Regions from separate parts of the Mus musculus genome. Here region 1 is linked to region 2. A link is a contact called in public ChIA-PET data. All regions are on one chromosome and are shown on one strand. The core of a region is the stretch at or near the end of the contact, and the rest is flanking DNA. Distances in the headings are between cores, read along the strand shown. Region 1 overlaps Limd1 (LIM domains containing 1). Region 2 holds the start of Zdhhc3 (zinc finger, DHHC domain containing 3).

What was found. ChIA-PET counts read pairs in DNA pulled down with a chosen protein or histone mark.
Region 1: an RNA polymerase II ChIA-PET map of memory CD8 T cells shows a contact between it and region 2, with 12 read pairs. The contact joins the enhancer-like site here to the promoter of Zdhhc3 in region 2. A contact is called at or near these places in 14 of 39 promoter capture datasets (the 3T3-L1 cell line, 3T3-L1-derived adipocytes, the HPC-7 cell line and 8 more), 2 of 484 Hi-C or Micro-C datasets (bone marrow-derived macrophages and muscle stem cells), 11 of 115 datasets of contacts at active chromatin or transcription factors (bone marrow-derived macrophages, double positive thymocytes, embryonic basal ganglia and 5 more) and 3 of 9 other capture datasets (adipose tissue, embryonic stem cells and macrophages).

Annotation. Positions count from the first base shown.
Region 1 is chr9:123,496,046-123,499,901 of GRCm38.p6, reverse strand. The region is part of intron 1 of Limd1 (LIM domains containing 1); the gene reads right to left. Among named protein-coding and RNA genes, the nearest start is that of Limd1, 19 kb to the right of the region's middle. Within about 2 kb of position 1,816, at least 54 of the 459 cell types and tissues checked have an H3K27ac peak or open chromatin away from gene starts, as enhancers often do. A contact at or near this core is called in memory CD8 T cells, where this site is marked.
Region 2 is chr9:123,110,975-123,114,922 of GRCm38.p6, reverse strand. It overlaps Zdhhc3 (zinc finger, DHHC domain containing 3), which reads left to right and starts at 1,729. Exons shown (of 7, transcript NM_001372538.1): 1 at 1,729-1,927. It overlaps Exosc7 (exosome component 7), which reads right to left and starts at 1,692. Exons shown (of 8, transcript NM_001081188.1): 1 at 1,601-1,692. The coding sequence starts at 1,657.

The sequences.
Region 1 (3,856 bases), core at 567-3,066, 380 kb before region 2:
ACAACAAAAAAAAAACCAAATCCTAAGCAAACCATGACTACAACACAGCTCAGGGGGGAAACCTAAACTCAAAAGAGTTTGGATATGTTTAAACGTATTGAGACAAGATCTTACTCTGTAGCCCAGCCTTGCCTGGAACTCATTATATAACCCACAATGACTTCAAACTCAATGACAATTCTCCTACCTCAGCCTCCTGAGTGCTGGGACTACAGGTATGTGTCAGCATAGTTGGCTGAAAATTTAATATTATATGAATTATTTATATGTGTTTTAAAGCTTTCCCAGAACACAGCAGGTAAAAAAAAGTTACTGCATTGTTTCAGAATTCCTAATTTGAGTGACTGATTGATTGAGATAATGTAGCCCTGGCTAACCTGGAATTTGATATGTAACCAGGCTGACCTTGAACTCAAAGAGATCCACCTGCCTCTGCCTCTGCCTCTGCCTTAGAGTTCCTTCTTTTTCTTCTTGAGACAGGGTCTCACTATGTAGTACACTGTCTTGGAAATCACTACGTAGACCAGGCTGGCCTTGAACTCACAGAGATGGGCCTGCCTCTGCTTCATACCTTCTGGGTTAAAAGGTGTGTGCCACTACACCCCCCAGAGTTCCTATTTTAAATTGAAAAACCAATTACTACTAAGAAAATCTAAGCTTCTATACTCTTTTTAAAATGTCCTCACATCAACCACTCAGAATAGCCATGCCCCTGACCTCCCACTGTTGGACTAGCCCACCTCCCATTTTGCCTTGTTGCTACCACACCCACACCAAAGGCCATCTCCACTTGAAACCTCAACTACAAGGCTCCTCCATAAAAAGGCAACCTTCTGCAGGTGACAGTGCAGCCCTGTGTCCTGTCCCTTTGCCCAGTAGGCTACACAGCATTTGTCCAATCATAAGCATTTCTCTATCACTTGGAGACATGTTTTGCAGACGCTGCAATGGGATGAAGAGCAAAGGTGACTGCATTCAGCCTACCTGGAGGAAACTGTTCTCCCACAGTGGGCAAAGGGGCTTCCCACCTTACCTGGATCCTGCATGAGGCCTCACAAAAGTGGCCTAGGCTGGGGCTCAACATTAGAAAAAAAGAAGAGAAGCTGTTGACTATCCTTAGACTTTGCACAATCCTGAGGCCACCAGATTTACACGAATACCCAAAAAGGAAAGGAAAGGAAAGGAAAGGAAAGGAAAGGAAAGGAAAGGAAAGGAAGAGAGAGAGAGAGAGAGAGAGGAAGAGAGAGAGAGAGAAAGAGAAAGAGAGAGAAAGAAAGAGAGAGAGAGAAAGAAAGAAAGAAAGAAAGAAAGAAAGAAAGAAAGAAAGAAAGAAATTACTAAATCAAGAGAAAAGTGAGTGGGGCTTTTTCTCAGCTAAAGGCTATCTACCCTGTGGTCCTGCCAGTTCTGAGAGTTCTGGGCATCAACAGGTTCTAGAAATGGACCATACCATTGTATCAAACTAGACTAATGACCCTAGCAATACTCTGTCCCTCCCACACTAAAGATGAAATATCCCCAGAGGTACCGTTTGCCCACTGGTGTTGAGTGTCTACTTACCAATCACCTCCTCTAGACCTTGCACTATTCAGGCAAGGTGCTGGTGGATGCCCAATATCACCTCCAGAGTGTCCAAAATCAAAGTGTACCAGCTGATCCTCATGTGCACATGAGGATGAGATCCGAGTGAGAACAGCACAGCATTGCCTGACTCTCTGGATGCCCCTGCTTCTACCCTCTCATGCACTCTGCAGTTCCTGAGCCAATCCGTGAGGCCATCACTAACCCACAAAGGAAGTACTTAAAGCCACTTGGTGCTACAACCATTGCAGCAGACCTCTTTCTTCAGCTGCCACCGAACACGTGGCCTCACTTCACTCAGTGGGAAAGGAAGTTCAGATAGCAACTTCTCAATCACTGTAAATTTGCCCGTGATCTCCAGCTCCTGGCCTCAATGCCTCTCCCCCTCAAAGGAAGAGGGAGTTTAAAACAGCACACTTCACTTCAGCTAAGCCTGCTGACGGCCCACTGCCAGGTAGCCCATGGACACACTCTTCTAGGGGGAAATCCCAAAAGGATACATAGCATTTTAAAGGACAATTAGACACATTTTTTTTAAAGATTCATTTATTTATTATATGTAAGTACACTGTAGCTGTCTTCAGACAATCCAGAAGAGGGAGTCAGATCTTGTTATGGATGGTTGTGAGCCACCATGTGGTTGCTGGGATTTGAACTCCGAACCTTCAGAAGAGCAGTCGGGTGCTCTTACCCACTGAGCCATCTCACCAGCCCCACATTTTTTTTTTTAACTCACCCAATAATTTCACAGAATCCTTCCTGAAGGACAAAGAGATCCAAGAATATTCATAAAAACAATACCAACCAGGCTGGAGCGACAGCTCGCAAGTTAGCAGCATGTGCTGCTCTTGTGAGGACCACAGTTATGTAGGCATAATGATATTGTGCACTGTGTAAAGTTTACCCTCGTGTTGTTCAAATGCTGATTTCTCTGCCCTCACATCTTGTTGCAATCTGGGCCCGGCACTGTAATGCTTGTGTCAAGAATCTCCTGTCTTAGGTTTGTGTAAACAACGTTCATCATTTATTCTCTGCCTTGTCAATAAAAACTGGAAAAGCCAGTGACTGGGAAATAAAGAGAAGATTAGAGAGACTCTAGAGGGCTGGAGAGGTGGCTCCGTGGTGAAGAGCACTGCCTGCTCTTCCAGAGGTCCTGAGTTCAATTCCCAGCAACCACATGGTGGCTCACAACCATTTGTAATGAGATCTGACGCCTTACATATAATAAATAAATAAATCTTTAAAAAAAAAAAAAGAGTAAAGAGACTTCTGCCAGCCATGGGGGTCTGGAGAGACACAGAATACACCTGAAGCCCAAAGGGCCAGAGCAATAAAAAAACCCAAGTATATTTGGGATCTTGGCTGGGAGGTAGCCTGTAACCTCCCCCACCCCCTCAGCCTGAAACCTGTTTGCTCAGGTTTCACTGTGTGCATCGGGGTGGAGCCTGCCGCCCTATCGTTCTGCCACTCCCACTGCCGCTGCCTGCCGCCTTGCTGTTCCGGAGTCAAACACGAGGTCACCTGCAACTTTACTCCAGGATGATTTGGCAGGAATGGGCCCCTCCCCCCCTCCTTCATAACTCGATGCACGAAATAGTAAAACTGAGCTTTGATCAGAATCTTATCTTAGCTCCGTCTCTCTCGCGTCGCCTAGCCCCCTCTTCTCTTCCAGGTTCCAAGATGCCTCTCAGACTAGAACCCAGACATGTGAGTCGCTGGCCAGCCACAACAGTAGCCAGATTAGATTAAAGGATTAGAATAGTATTATAATACCTAGTTGTTGTATTTAAGCCGAAAATAAATCTTGGTCTCTCTGTGTCATTATTGGGAAACTAGCTACGATAAAGAAAACAGATGCTGTATTTATTTACTGCATACATTTATATTAAAATTGCTGTTATAAAATTCCATTCCCAGTACCCACATCTGGCAGTCTGCCTGTAACTTCTGTGCCAAGGGGATATATTGTCCCCTTCTGGACTCAGACACAAACACAATTTAAAATAAATCCTTAAAAAAAAACTACAGTGACAGAAGTCAGATCATGGGGGCAATCCTGTAAGGGTATAGCACTAACAACCAGCACAGGTCTCTTCCTAAGTTTCTTCTTGGAACAAACAGTCCTGCTACTTGAACCCCAGTGGGACCAGTTTGGGTACACATGCACCTGGAGGTCCAAGGCTGATACTGGAACCCTCCTCCATCTCTCTTCCATCTTGTTCATTGAGATAAAGTCTCTCATCAAACACAGAGGTCACCAATATAGCTAGACTTG
Region 2 (3,948 bases), core at 480-2,979:
TTCTTCAGGTCATTTAAGATTTCCTGAACCTGTAGAATTTAAATCTCATCAGCACTTAATGTGTCACCATGAAGACTAGGGATATGGAATGACAGAGTCACACTTCTGGCAAAAAAAACAAAAAAAAATTAAAAACTCATCAGCACTTAATGTGTCACCATGAAGACTAGGGATATGGAATGACAGAGTCACACTTCTGGCAAAAAAAAAAAAAAATTAAAAACTCATCAGCACTTAATATGTCACCATGAAGACTAGGGATATGGAATGACAGAGTCACACTTCTGGCAAAAAAAAAAAAATTAAAAACTAAAAGGGAAGCCCCACCCCTAGGATTGACTACTTTAACATTCCCATACAACCCACTGTGCATATACCCCACTATTACTAAACCTGATCTTGAACTAAAAAGCTAATGAGTTGTGGGTTTGGATTTTTATTACTCAAGTTTAATATGAAACCTAATGACTGAATTTTGGCATTCCTTACTCTATATGAAGTAGAAAATAACAGTATGTCATATGATTTAGAAAAGAACATGCTTTCACTTGCATTATGTAGTTTAAATGGTAACAGGTCACCTTACTATGATGACTACATCACAAGATCAACTGTAGGGACAAGGCTTGTAGAATACTAGATTATGGTTGCCAGGAAACATTCTTCACTTCTCTTGAACGTTCAAAAGCAGGACTGAGCCCAGATCGCGGTAGTCATTGTAGCTACCCAAAGATCTAAGCGCCCCACAAGTAAAACAGGTAAATCAACAATTACACCATAGACTACCAGTCTGCTTTGAAAAATTCTTCTCAGCGGGTGGTGAAAAGGCATGCCTTCTGCCAAGGCAGGACTGATAGGAGTTACACACCAGCCTTGGATATAAAGCTCTCCTCCTCAAAAAAAAAAAGCAAAAAAACAAAAGGGTTGAGAATGCGGTTCCATGATAGAATGCCTGCCTAGCATGCACAAGGCCAAGAGGTTCAACCTCCAGCACCGCCAGAAAGAAAAACACTCCCTATTTTTCTCTATTTGTAAGACATGTGTGTGTATATGTCAGCGTGATTTCTCTTAAGATTGGGTCTTTATAGCTCAGTCTGGCCTTAAACTCCTGATTCTCTTGTCTCCACTTCCCAGCTGCTGGGATTACAGGTGCCAGCCACCAAGGTCTGGAGCATGCTAAGCACGCACTCTATTACCGATGCATTTCCTTCTTTCCTGTTTTTAGGGGGTGTGTGGCGTGTGGTGTTTGCTGTCAGAATTTTAAAGTCCTTTTCCCCCTCGGATACACGGCCTCTGTGTGCAAAGTCACCAGAGTCCATTCACGTGCCGCTATTCTGATTACAGGATCTCGGGCACTGCACTCTCAGGTCGTGCAGAGGCCACAAGGACATTCCTTCATTAAACTGCAGCCTCGGGAACTGCCCGCCCGCCGCTCCCTGATGAGCTAGGAATCTCCTCCATCCCGAGAGCTGTGGACATCTAGGCATACAGGACGCACACTCGCTGCAGCACTAAGCCTCGGGCGTCCGTCCTGACCACGTGGCCGCCCCGCACCTCCTCCCTGCGCAATATGGCCTGCACTCGCGGCCGCCACCGCTACCTGCACTCCATGAACGATGTAGACCTTCTCGGCCTCGCTTAGCGCCACCGACGCCATGCTGCTCAGCTCACCGCGCGCGCTGGCGTGTCATCAGCTCGCGCCTCTCCCCACCGCGCCTGCGCGTCATCAGCCCGCGCGGTGGCCGCTCCCGCAGCCGCGGCTGCCGCCACCGCCTGGAGCTCCATGGGCTTCTCCTTCGCACCGCCCCGTGTGAGGCCGAGTCCGGCAAGCCGTGGCGCCGGGTGCCCGTGCCATCGCGGACGCTGGCGGCTGGGCCCCGGGGCAGCAGCAGGCGGCGCGGGACTGCTAGCTGCCTCCAGATTGACGGTCAGTGCAGTGGGGAAGCCCCAGAAGGAGGGAGGCGCGGGGCCCCAGCCGGGACTGGATGGGAAGCGCGCAACCCGAGCGCTCGGGCCGGAGTCGAAGTAGCCGAGCGCGCGCACGTGAGACACTTCAGGAAGGCGGAAGTCGTGCTGCCCATGAGGGACCATCTCCTCAACCCCCTCCTAGTTGGTCCCTAGGATGGCTGAAGGAAAGAGACCATGGATCCCTCATTAGGTCACTGGTCGGGAAGGGTCTGCACCAGGAATGGGGCGCCAGCTTCTCAATTTTCTCACCCCTCCTTCCATTCCAGGGATCGATCTCTGTCCTGTCTTCCCTCATCCTTTCCTCCCCTACTGCCCATCATCAGATAATGGCCCAGAGCTTTGCAAGTTACCCTTGCCCCGTGCGGTTGCTGGAGTATTGTCCCAAAGAGAGTAGGGAGAGTGTCTTGCACTTCGGGATGCCTGGATGGAAGGGATCTCCGGGGAAGATGGATAACTTCATGAAAGAAAACCGACCCTGGGAGGATATGGGACCTAGGTTATCCAGAAAGGATGCCTGCAAGGTGAAGCTGGGGTCATAGTGAGGGGCCCTTTAAGGAAGAGAGGGGATATGAACTAAGTTTTAAAGGGTCTCTCTGAGAAAATGAGGGGAGACTTGGTAGAGACTTACCTGGTGTTCTATTTTAAACAAAAGTAACCCTTCAGCTTAATCATCAAGAAATAAAAGGTGCTGGCCACCCTTTGCCTTTAATCCCAGCGTTTGGGAGACAGAGCTAGGCGGATCTCTGAATTCGAGGTCAGCCTGTTCTACACTGTGAGTTCAAGGACAGCCTGAGCCACATAGTGAGATCCTGTCTCAAAGACACTGCCCCCACTCGTCGAAAAAAGGCTTTTTTTCTCTTGTGCTAACTAAGTAAGTAAACAGAACACTAACCAGAGTCCTCCAGGGTAGAAGGGAAGGCTCTTGTGAGCATAGCCACAGAGCATGGTGATTAGAGTTGTCATAGTGGATTACTGACTACGCTGAGATTTCAACAGTAACAGGAAGTGCCTGGCTATATTCCTAGGTACTGAACTGTTAGCTGCTGAGCCCTCAAATGATAGCCTCTTCTTGATAGACTGGATATGAATTTCCTGCGTCCATACATAATACTTACTACAGGTGCTCCTGAGACGGCTTCCTGTAGGGTTGGACTTTGCCCTCTAGGGTAACTGGAAAAGGTGGAGCCAGACGGCTTTCTTCCTTTTTTGGAGGAACAGATGCCACACTTGATATAGCACCTAGACACCATCTCTGGTTGAACAACTAGATTCTGTGTGAGGAACTGGTGAAATAGCAAGGGACTCCTGCTAGTAGGGTATCTCGTGCTAGAGATGACTGGAAAGAGAGACCATTTGAATATATAGTGGGGTGGGGGTGGGGTAGGGTGAAGATTGAAAAGTCAGAAAAGATACTGGAAGAAAGTTTGACTTGAGTTTAACTACTATGAGCCATTTTCCTGGGAAAAAGTCTTTGGGCATATCTTTAAAAGTGTGTTAGTGGCAGAACAGTAGCATGTGCAAAGGCCCTAGGTTCCCTCCCCAGCACCACACGGGCATATCCTACCCCCGACAGCAGACAACAGGTTCTTTCTGAAGAAGGGTCAGTGTTATCTATTTGGTGACTGATTTTATGAGTAATATCTGGTATTAGGTTCAGAAGACTTCAAGAAACATAAACAGTGGAGTTTATATTCTCTGCTGGAACACTGCTGTCATCACTAGTTATTTTTCCTATGTGATGCTAGAGCATTTTCATCATATTCATTGAATGCATTAGATGTCCTTAAACCTCATAACTCATAGTTCTTATTTATTGAAGCTATTCAAAGAACATATTAGAACCAGAAAAATGAAATACCCAAGGATGGCACATTATATTGTGTTATACCAGTTTGCTTTTTCATTTCTCTTGGGGTTTTTGTTTGTTTCATGCTGTTTTGTTGTTGTGTCTTTTATAAAACCCAGGCTCTATTAACTTTC